Regions from separate parts of the Mus musculus genome. Here regions 1 and 3 are each linked to region 2. A link is a contact called in public capture Hi-C and promoter capture Hi-C data. All regions are on one chromosome and are shown on one strand. The core of a region is the stretch at or near the end of the contact, and the rest is flanking DNA. Distances in the headings are between cores, read along the strand shown.

Region 1 (3,241 bases), core at 369-2,868, 580 kb before region 2:
AGAGTGGGCTTCATCTATTCAGGCAGCTCAGTACCTGTTTTAAGTCTCTTCAACTCACCCTACCTGAGGTATATTAGAAACAGCGATGGAAAAGTACAGGGATGGGGACCATAGCAACCAGGTGGATGTTGTTACAGTAATTGACTGTGCAGGATTTCCCAGACCATCCTCTTCCTGAAGGTGGGCATGTGTTGCTGAGAAAAGGTCACAGGCTGGTCCCTAGCGATGTAATCTGCATATTTACAGGTAAACATTCCACAGTCACTCCCATTCAGTTGCAGAGGAATCTCCTCTGATGTCACACTGTACTGCTTCCACTCCAAAGGGTCCAGCTCAACGTTCCTGCGTGTCTTGCTCTCATTTTGTAAATATTGGAAGATGGTCTCACAGATAGACTTCCCTGTCTGCCCCATGGAATCGAGGTATACAATACTTCGTTTTCTTAAATCGATTACCACCAGGCTCCAGTGTACCCTCTGGTGAATAGGCACCAAGATGAGTTCTTTTTCAAAGAGATTGATGCCTCGAGTCCATCTTTTCACGGAACTGTAACCGCCATGCTTTAGCTTGGGGTAAAAGAAAGTGCTAAAGACATGCAGAGCCGGGTAGCCTTGGTTTTCATTTCTCTCAACCAGAAGGTTCATGTAGAAATTGATGACCTCATCATTGAGCCACTGACCGTTCTCCAGCGTCTGGATGTCTCCTCTGCTGATTTGCAACTTGAATCTGGAACTTAGGATTTCCTCTTGGGGTCCTGGACCCAATGCATTCTCAATTTCCTTCTCCATGTCCTCTGTAATATCAAGGATTTGATCCATTTCTCTGCCTTTTCCTCGGTCTGTAATAGGCTTTTTCTCTGCCGCAAGGACTGCCACCTTATTGGGGAATAAGCTATTGCCTTTGCCACTATCCAGGATGATCTGAGCCTGTGTTCCTGGTAAATCAGGCTCCAAGCTGTTCCCCCTTCTTCCTTCACCCTTTATACAATCTTTCTTCTCTGTAACACATTTCTCCTCAGAACAGCACTTCTCTCTCTCCTCTGGTGAAAGACATTCTTTTAGAGCAACAACAGTAGATGGTTCTCGATCGCTCTGAGTTCTTTCTGATCCACGACTGTCTTCTGACTCGCCCCCTTTGATCTTCCAGGTGTTTGTAAGGAACGGGTGAGGCCTGTGTGGGTCTGAACTCACATCTTGGTCGCACTGAAGGTGTTGAAGCAACCTTCCGTATTTTTCCTTTTGGGGGCTTTGTTCGTTTTCTTCCATGACGGAATAGGGCCGCTTGTGACCCTTGCCACCATCAGCAGGCTTCCTCCCAGTTACAACCTGCTCTGGAGATCCTTCGGTCAACTCTAGGGGTTCTAGTTGTTTTGGAGTCTTTCCCTGGGGTTTCCGTACCTGACCCTTGCTAGGATGTTCTCTCGGGAGCTCTTGATCTCGAGGCTCCTTGCCAGGCTCTTTAAATACCATCCCTGTTCCATCCTGGCATTTCCTTTTTGGTTCTTGTCCCAAAGGTTCAGACTCTATCTCTGTCACACTTTCATCGTGGTATTTTCTTTTTTGCCCTATTCCTGAAGCTTCAGGCTTCATCTCCAACCCAGGCTGTTTAGGTTGCCACATGGACAACTGCTTGGACTGCTTTTTAGAGGGTGTTCACTCCGGTATAGTACCAAGCGAAAGCAACCTTATACCTGGCTCTGGGTGGATACTCTTGGGTTGTTCACCCTGATGTCCGAAGAATCACTTCTTCCAGTAGATGGTTGGTCCAAGGTCGCAAACCTATGAGGCTCCTTTATAAACAGTTGACTTTGCAGGTCAGGGTCAGTCAAAGGATGGAGATAATTAAGCTGTCAATATCAGAGACCTATTGGTGAATAGTCAGAGGTCGGCAGTTCACCAGGGGTCCGCTCTGGAAAAGTCAGAGGAGTTCTGAGAATGCTTCCTCGGAAGTATCCTTCTTGGGTGCTGTAACCAGCTAAATATAGAAAACTTCCAAGTCAGACTAATCGTCCTAGTTAATCACTAGTGAGACAGCAGGCCTAAATCCAGCAGCCCACACTTCGGAGGCAACCTCACCAATGATGTTTAACTCACGGGGTTGCCCCTAGACACAGCCTTCAAGGTTCCATAGCTGGGTGTGATGTCACCTGAAAGAACAGTAAGCAAAGGTTTTGGAGGGTGGAAGCCCTCCCCAACCCCAACGTGGTCCAGGGTTTCAAAGCACTCCCTTGCCCGAGTGGGAAATGTGAATGTATTGATACATATCTCAGTTCTTCGGCAGAGTACAGGGTCACCTAAGTCCTCCCAGCATAGTCATAGTACTAGTCAGCTGGTCCTGACTAGTACATTTGTCTTTTAAAAAACTGTCCCATTAAGGTCAATTATAGAAATTTAAGTGCCCTTCTAAGTATCTTCTCACACAAAATATGCTTGCTAATTACAAAGAATAAATAGAATTTTACAGTCATAAAACGTAGTAGGTAGTATTTATTGTGTGACAAAACGTGTTTCTCCTCTGCATAAGCAATCCAGGACAGACCAAAGTGCCCATACCACCATCATACTTGATGAACCGATAAGTTTTATTGGGGTTACATATAGGAATATGGGTGAGGGGTTACTTACAGTAGCAGAAAAGACTCAAAAACAGCTGCATCGCCAAACCCTACCCAGCATGGGTGACAGCTCACAAAAGCTGGGAACTTGGAGAAACTGCACAACCTATAGACGACTCAAAGGACTGGAGAATGTCCTTTTCAGGTGGCTCAGTTGGTCTAAACTTCTTCCAGACAGCTGGTATGAGGGTGGCTCTTTTGAGAGTCTTCTTGGCAGTTCAGCTTCCTTTCATCTGAGAGGGACTCTCAGCTTTTATTGCTCTCTGGCAGAGAAGGAGCCTAATGAATTTGATCAGTTTCAGGGACCATCTTTAGATCTTTTGAGTTGCCTTCCTGCCTGATGAGCTTCCTTTCATAGCGAACGAAGGGTGGTATGGTTCAGTGTTTCAATATTGGAGGAAACTTGAGAAACTGGGACCAATTCACCAAGGATCAATCCCAAAGAGAATAAATAAAATCTCTCCATTGTCCATAGTATCCATTGAGAAAGATACATCACTACTTCAGTTACAATCCTAGCAATAACACAATCCCTGACATCCTCCCTAGAAAACAGTAGGCAGAATTCAATTGTAGCTGTAGTTACAGAGGTGTGTATTTTCTATGGGTCCTGGAATCTGAACTCCA
Region 2 (3,207 bases), core at 635-3,134:
TTCTTCTTGACTTCTGATTTATACCTACAGAGTCTTTGAATAGTTACAGATAGCTGAACAAGGGTTGCTGAACCACTTACAATCTTAATAAAGTGTTCTAGAAGTGGGTTTGTCCTGTGCCTATACAATTGCCCCAGCAAACAATCCAATACTTCCTGCTAACAGGAAGCAGGGGTGTGGTAGCTGTCATAAAACAAAGCATTTGTACAAGTCACCCCACAGCAAGAACTTTTGTTCCACCCCACACTAAGTTCATTACAGGTTCCTGGCATGGGAATGTGATGAAACGATAAATATGTGTTTTTATATTCACAAATAAGCCCTGCAAACCCTGTAATGCACATGGGGACAAGCAAAAGCAGTTTCTTCAGCCATTTTGCATTATGAGTTCTTTCGTCTTGATACATTGATCTTCTCTAAGCTTCTACGAGTAATGAGACATGAGTGGGGTCTGTGGGGGATTCTTCCTAGAATGACCGGCACAAACATCAGGTGTGTAGCCAATGCTCGTTGCATACTAAATAAATTATAGTTGAATCTGTTTCCATGTCTTTCCTAAAGCATAATACAGCAATGCCTAGGGAAGAGGTGTTCAAATGATGCTAATGAAAAACCTAGTGATGACGCAAAGTGTGTGCAAAATAAGTAAACACAGGTCACTGCTTAGACAAGTGCAGACCTGCTTTCCCTCACAGAGGAATGGCTAGTATGAGAATCTGTGTTTCCTGGCATCTCTTAAGGTTGAGGAGAACTAAAGAGTGTTGGACAGGGCTGGAATGTTAGAACTCCGGAGAATTACCGTCCACCCCTGACCAGCTCTGAAGAGTTCGAGAGCACTGGGTGTATTTGTTTGTTTGGTGCAGCTCTGGCACTCTGAATCCAGGACCTTGTGTGTAGTAGGCTCTACCACTGAGCCACAGCCTGCTCTACAAAGCTTAGGCAAGCTACTTTAGCTCCCATTTTCTCTAACGCGCTTTATTTGGGAAAAGAATCGCTCGAGGTCACACAACCAGCATTGATTTCTGTCTTATAAAGTACTTCATACGTTTAAGTTTTTACCCCAGTGGTTTCTAAGGTGATGTCACAGTTTTCTCAGTGGATATGATTTGCTAAGGACAGAACGGATGGTAAAATATGTCAGTCTGTCTGATTGTTTATGTAAGTACACATTCATAGACCAGTAAAACACCCCTCCCTCTGGTGCCCTGATTTGTTTCATGTTACAACAGCTCCAGTCATCTCTGAATACCGAGTGTCCTCCCGCCAGCCAAGCCAGCGAGCAACCTGACAGAAGATCCTCTGTTTGCCTCGCTTTCAGGTCAACTGTGCATTTTTAAAAGGACTATCTTGCTATAAACTCAGGCTAGAAAGTGTCTAAAGAATCCATGCGACTGGAGTTGGGAGCAGGCCTTGATCCGTACCACGGGCCTAGAGAGAAAGCTATGCTAGGCATTTACCTAGACCCAAATCCCGTTGAAACAAACAACTTTTACGCTTTGTTTAAGCTGGTGAGTGTTGTGGCTTTTAGGGCAATAGGCTTGCCCACAAAAGAAATATTAATACTTTTCCTTCTGGTATGTCTTTACATAAAATGTTCCTCTTCGGCGAGATTAACTGATACCATCTGTGAGTATTTGTTCCCTACTCTTGGCTTGCAGACTTGCATTTAAATCTGCATGCTTCTTTTTCTAAGCTGCTTTTCAAATTGCGGGAACACAAGAGCTAGCCCTAGCCGGTGGCCAAACACTGCCTTTGAGTCCCAAGTCTTTTTAACCTCTTGCTTCCAACTCGCATCTAAAGGCAAAACAATCCTGGAGACACGGCCCTCCCCTTGCCTGTGATAGGCTGCTTGGAATAGCAACAGCCTGTGTCACCGAAAAGGGCAAAGCCTTCGGAAATAGAAACAAAGTTGGTTACAAATCACACTGGCTTTGCCCGAAGGTCGCCCCCCCACTCAAACCCCTCCCACTCTTCTTTAGCATGCTGCCCATGGGGACAGTGACCACTGCTGTCAGCGCGGTAGGTCTGGGTGGTCCGGTGGCGAGCGAGAAGCTGTAAGTACTACCGTGACCATGGTACCTGTTGAAAACACAGAGGGCCCCAATCTGCTGAACCAGAAGGGGAGAGAGGCGGAGACCGAAGGCAGCTGTGGAGCCAGCGGCGGAGGGCATCCTGCCTGCGCGGGAGGTAACGTGAGACGGCCGGGCTGGCTCGGGTGACCGCTAGAGGGGACAGTCGTCCCCACGAGCCCCTTCGGACTGTGCGTGTGCGTGGGAGTGCGTGTGCGCGCGCAGCCCGGGAGCGTGTCGTATGTGTGGAAACGGGAATGCAGGGTTCAGTGCGACGCGGAGTGACCCAGAGCCCTACATGCGGGGACCGAAGTCTCCTTGGGACTTTATGTATTGAAACAGGAGCTACTGCAACGATGGGCTACATCAATTTGCTTTACGTAACGCAATGTACACATTCCTCTCTCTTGGAAAGGTGGATCAGAGCCTCAGTTGTGAGCACACACCTTTTTTGCTTATTGTCGCAAACAAACGGTGTGGAACAAGTGGACATTATGAGTTATTCCGTGCCCCTAAACTGCACCCCTGTTTGTCCCTGCTTTCTTGGAAACTTGCCTTTCAAAATGAGATTCGTTGAATACTTTAACTTACCAAAGAGAACTTTAGTAGTTTTTATGGTGTTATCTGTGCTTCACCGAGATGCTTGTCTCGGTGGATTTACAATCCTCCACCTTTTTGTTTGTCCGCTTGTTTGTTTGTTTCTTGGTGCCTCTTTCTATTCATCTCTTTTTCAAGGGACTATATACTAATTGTGGTATGACAAACCCAATACAAATGACCCTCTTCTTCCTCTGCTTAATACTTTCTCATCAGCGCCACATGCTTCAATCATACATTCCATTCCCAAGTGGAATGTTACAAATAGTCGCCAATGCTCAGCGACACAGAAGTTACTCACAGCCTTCCACCTGGGAATGGGTCTACCCAAGGATGTTTATGATTTGGGAACGGAATCCACTAAGCCTCACGCGGAAGTGAAGTGGTCCCACCCCAGAAATGCCTTGCTCCAGGCTTAGGGCCTTAGCCTGATTTTCCTTCCCTCATCTAATGGAGGATGGACACCTGGGGCCATCTTTGACCTCTCTCTTTCCCCAAAGCCTTTCGGGCTGACTTTAAATTCTGTTAAGAGCAGGCAAGA
Region 3 (3,486 bases), core at 331-2,830, 960 kb after region 2:
ATCCTTGTTTCCTCCCTGGGTTCCAGCTGAGGGGCCTCTTAGAGGACCCTCGGGTTCACAGGCTCTCACAACATGGCTGTTTTGACAATACCCAGAGAAATTCTATGACTTCAGGGAAGTCTTCTTGCTGGAGAGTTCAAGTAATTTGAATAATCTCCTTTTTTATTAACTCAGTCAACTAATCAAGGAGGGGGTTGAACCACATCTTCAGTAGCATTCATTCATCCTTAAGAATACAGCATAACATCCCACCATCGTTAGAGCCCTCACTCACACTCAATGGGAAAGAATGCAGTGTATATGTATTCTAGGGGTAGGAATCCAGGGAGCCATCTTGGAGACTACTGTAAAGACACTGGCAACAAATTATCCAAAATTTCTATATATAAATGTGCTCTTATGTATATGTGTACACCACACACACACACGCATATCTATAAATATCTGTAGATATGCATGTGTGTACAGTGTACAAGTCTATCAAGACCACACATGCTCCAACAAAGTCACAAGTCCTAAGCAGTCCCCTGAGCAGTTTACCAATTAGAGACTTTGCTCAATAACATGAGCATGTGAGGGCCATTCTCATCCAAGCCACCATATTACATAACTGTTATAAAGTTTAATTTATAATTCTGGCACAGATACTAATACCAATTAATAATAAATAGAATGCTCTAACAATATGCTGGAGTGAAACCTATCAAAACGTTTAAATCATTTATTTCTTGAAGTTTTCACTTAATATTTTCAGATTCTGATTGATAGTGATTAACAGTACTGGGAGCAAGAGGTAACACACATGTTATACATGTTTTCCATCCTCACACACATATACAGACACCCAGTTTTGGTGGCGAACTCCAAAACTTCTAAAAAAAAAAAAAATGCACACACATAGAGCTCTTACTACTCATTTGTCAAGGCTATTCATTCAGTGGTGGATTCACGGGCTGCTTGTCTTCCTGTTCAAAGAAGTAAATCCCACAGACTGCCCTCTGGATGGAGACTGGAACCCAGATAGGCTTTTCAGAGAAGGAATTTCTCCCTTGCCTGGGAACTACAAAGTGAATTTGAAACTATGGGCAACACCACGGCAGTCACATGGATAAGATTTTTAAAAGAGAGAGAGAGGGAGAGATGAAGATCTGAACTATTCGGTGCCGTTCAACTGTTTTCTACATACCAGATCAGCAGACTATTTCTGATGTCCGTACCCACCCATTCTCAGCAGGAGATAGGACAGAATATGCTCTGTACATGACCCATGTGAGCCCCAGATCAAGAGGACAGTATTTGCATAAACAGAATCCTAGAGACCATGTCATCACTATCTCTCTCTTCCTCCTCCTCCCCTCTCTGCCCTCCAAGCCAGTCAGATCAAGTTTCCCGGGCTACCTTCCATGAACATCAAGGAATGCAGTAGAGACGAATGTTACATCGACACCCACGGTGCCACGGCAAGGGAAAACTGTTTGTACACTCTTTTCATTTCTCGGTATGGACAAGCATCTGAAGACTTTGCACCTGTTCTCGTTAGCCCTGGCAAATGCAGCGTGCATTTATATTAATAGAACGATGTTTTCATAACAGAATGGGTGCGCAGTAATCCTGGCGCACACACTGGATGCTCTCATGAGCGCGGGCGAGGGTGGGGGTGGGGGAGGGGTGACTCTTACATAAAGTCCCATGGCAATAATACAAGACCCGGACTCCCAAGCTGCATCCCCAGAACAGTTAGGAGAGGATTTTTTTTTCCTGGAATGACTAGGCTCCCGTCTTGGAAATCCAATTAGATACTTGATGAAGAGGGAAATGTGCTGTATGCAAACGGGTTTTTCATGGGTGTCTCAAAGCTGGGACCCCTTTGGGGCTCCATCTCCTGTTTCTCTAATTTGAGTCTTATCTCCCCAGAATGGAGTTGAGAACCAGTGAGGTCATCTTTGGCTCAATTCCTGAAAGTTTGTTTTGAGTCGCCAGTGTAAATATTGCCTGTCCAATCTGTACATTTGCACAAATTAACTGAAACCAGCTACCCAATTCCTTGTTCATATTTGTGTCTTTTGATTAAGCCTGACAGCTGTAACCTCATTAGCCCTCCTCTGGTCATGGCAAAACAGCTGTCAGAGTAGGGGGAAGTACATTCACTCAAGTGGTTCTCTAGACCAGGCACATTAAAATCGATAGGGGCTCTAAACGGTTCTGTTATGCTTCTAATTCTAATTTATGGTGTGTTGTGTCCTTTCGCCTAGATACATATCGGGAACCTAAAGTCAGCCAGTCATCTATGGAGAAGGCCAGGCTCTGTATCTTACAGGGAGAATATGGGTTTTACCTGAAGATATCAGATCTGCATTCTTTGGAATGGGGCTTTAGCATGTACTATATAACACAGACAATTTTAAAATATTAGCTCGCGATGTGTTTTTTGGCATGAGACGTTTTGTTAATTTTGACAGAAGGCCAACAGAGTCATAACTATGGAAGTAAGAAAGCCCCTGCAGCTGGTGCTCATGGGAGCTGGAGATAAAAAGCGAGCAGAGTTAGAAACACTCCGATGGGAATGTGGTTTTCTTCAACAGGACACAAAGCCCTTGGAGTGAGCCCTGTTAGGTTCTGCAGTAATCTTCATGAAGGAAGGAGGCAGAGAGAGTTCTCGATAGCTATTCTTTTAAACCCGGAGGCTCATGGGAGACTGTTTTCTATCCAGCAAGGTGTTGAAAAGGACAGTGAGGCTCGAACAGATGTCACGAGAGGCCTTCTCTCCCAGCTCTTTTACCGGGGTTGGGGGAAAGGGGAGCATGGCAAAGAGGAAAATACTCTGGCGAACAAAAAAGATCTGGAGACCTCAGCTCTGGTCCATATTCTACCACATCTCACCCAACTGACCACGATGAAGTCCACTTGGTTCACGAGGACCAAGTCCTCCCTGGTTCTGCATCTGTAGACTCATTTGGAAAAGCGGGAGACTTGCTAGCTTTTGGCAGTGCTCCTATTTATCTGCAGCGATCAATGACTTCTTGTAGCATCCAAGTACTACACACAGATATTCCACGATGGTGCAAGGTGAGTTTATGCACTAACGGTCTAGCTTGGGGGCAATTCTTTTTCTACTCTTTCTTAGGGCCCATTAGCTGAAAATGTAAACAGGTGCTGTCCTTTGGCACCCCCTGGTGGTGCCAATAGCTTTTACATCTGTCTGGGGTGCAGGTCGCTATTTACATAATCGCGAAAAATCCTGCAGGGACTTCTTCATGTTGTCTTATAGCTTCCAAGCCACTGCATCTTAGAGGCCGAGGTGAATGTGGCCATTATACAGGGAAGTTGTATCATCGGGGTCAACATCCCATCATGGGCATCAACGTTATAAAGCAGAACACACAAAGTTGAAGAATTTACCCAGTAGCCGACTGCTACTTTCAGCACTGTGAGAAAATATAGGAAATATTGAAATATTAGTGCAAGGCAAATGCTTCCTTTGTAAGT

What was found. Promoter capture Hi-C pulls out the DNA fragments that hold promoters and counts their contacts. Capture Hi-C pulls out chosen DNA fragments and counts their contacts.
Region 1: a capture Hi-C map of macrophages shows a contact between it and region 2, with 4 times the contacts expected there. The contact joins the promoter of 4930444G20Rik here to the promoter of Slc2a12 in region 2. A contact is called at or near these places in 3 of 39 promoter capture datasets (cranial neural crest, embryonic stem cells and pre-B cells) and 1 of 9 other capture datasets (macrophages).
Region 3: a promoter capture Hi-C map of hippocampal neurons shows a contact between it and region 2, with 4 times the contacts expected there. The contact joins the enhancer-like site here to the promoter of Slc2a12 in region 2. A contact is called at or near these places in 6 of 39 promoter capture datasets (embryonic stem cells, hippocampal neurons, liver and 2 more) and 1 of 9 other capture datasets (macrophages).

The regions. Positions count from the first base shown.
Region 1 is chr10:22,066,461-22,069,701 of GRCm38.p6, forward strand. It overlaps 4930444G20Rik (RIKEN cDNA 4930444G20 gene), which reads right to left and starts at 1,619. Exons shown (of 1, transcript NM_053264.2): 1 at 1-1,619. The coding sequence starts at 1,619. The coding sequence ends at 132.
Region 2 is chr10:22,643,127-22,646,333 of GRCm38.p6, forward strand. Slc2a12 (solute carrier family 2 (facilitated glucose transporter), member 12) reads left to right here and starts at 1,885. Exons shown (of 5, transcript NM_178934.4): 1 at 1,885-2,187. The coding sequence starts at 2,073.
Region 3 is chr10:23,608,206-23,611,691 of GRCm38.p6, forward strand. No RefSeq gene overlaps it. Among named protein-coding and RNA genes, the nearest start is that of Gm47843, 35 kb to the left of the region's middle. Within about 2 kb of position 1,581, at least 18 of the 459 cell types and tissues checked have an H3K27ac peak or open chromatin away from gene starts, as enhancers often do. A contact at or near this core is called in hippocampal neurons, where this site is marked.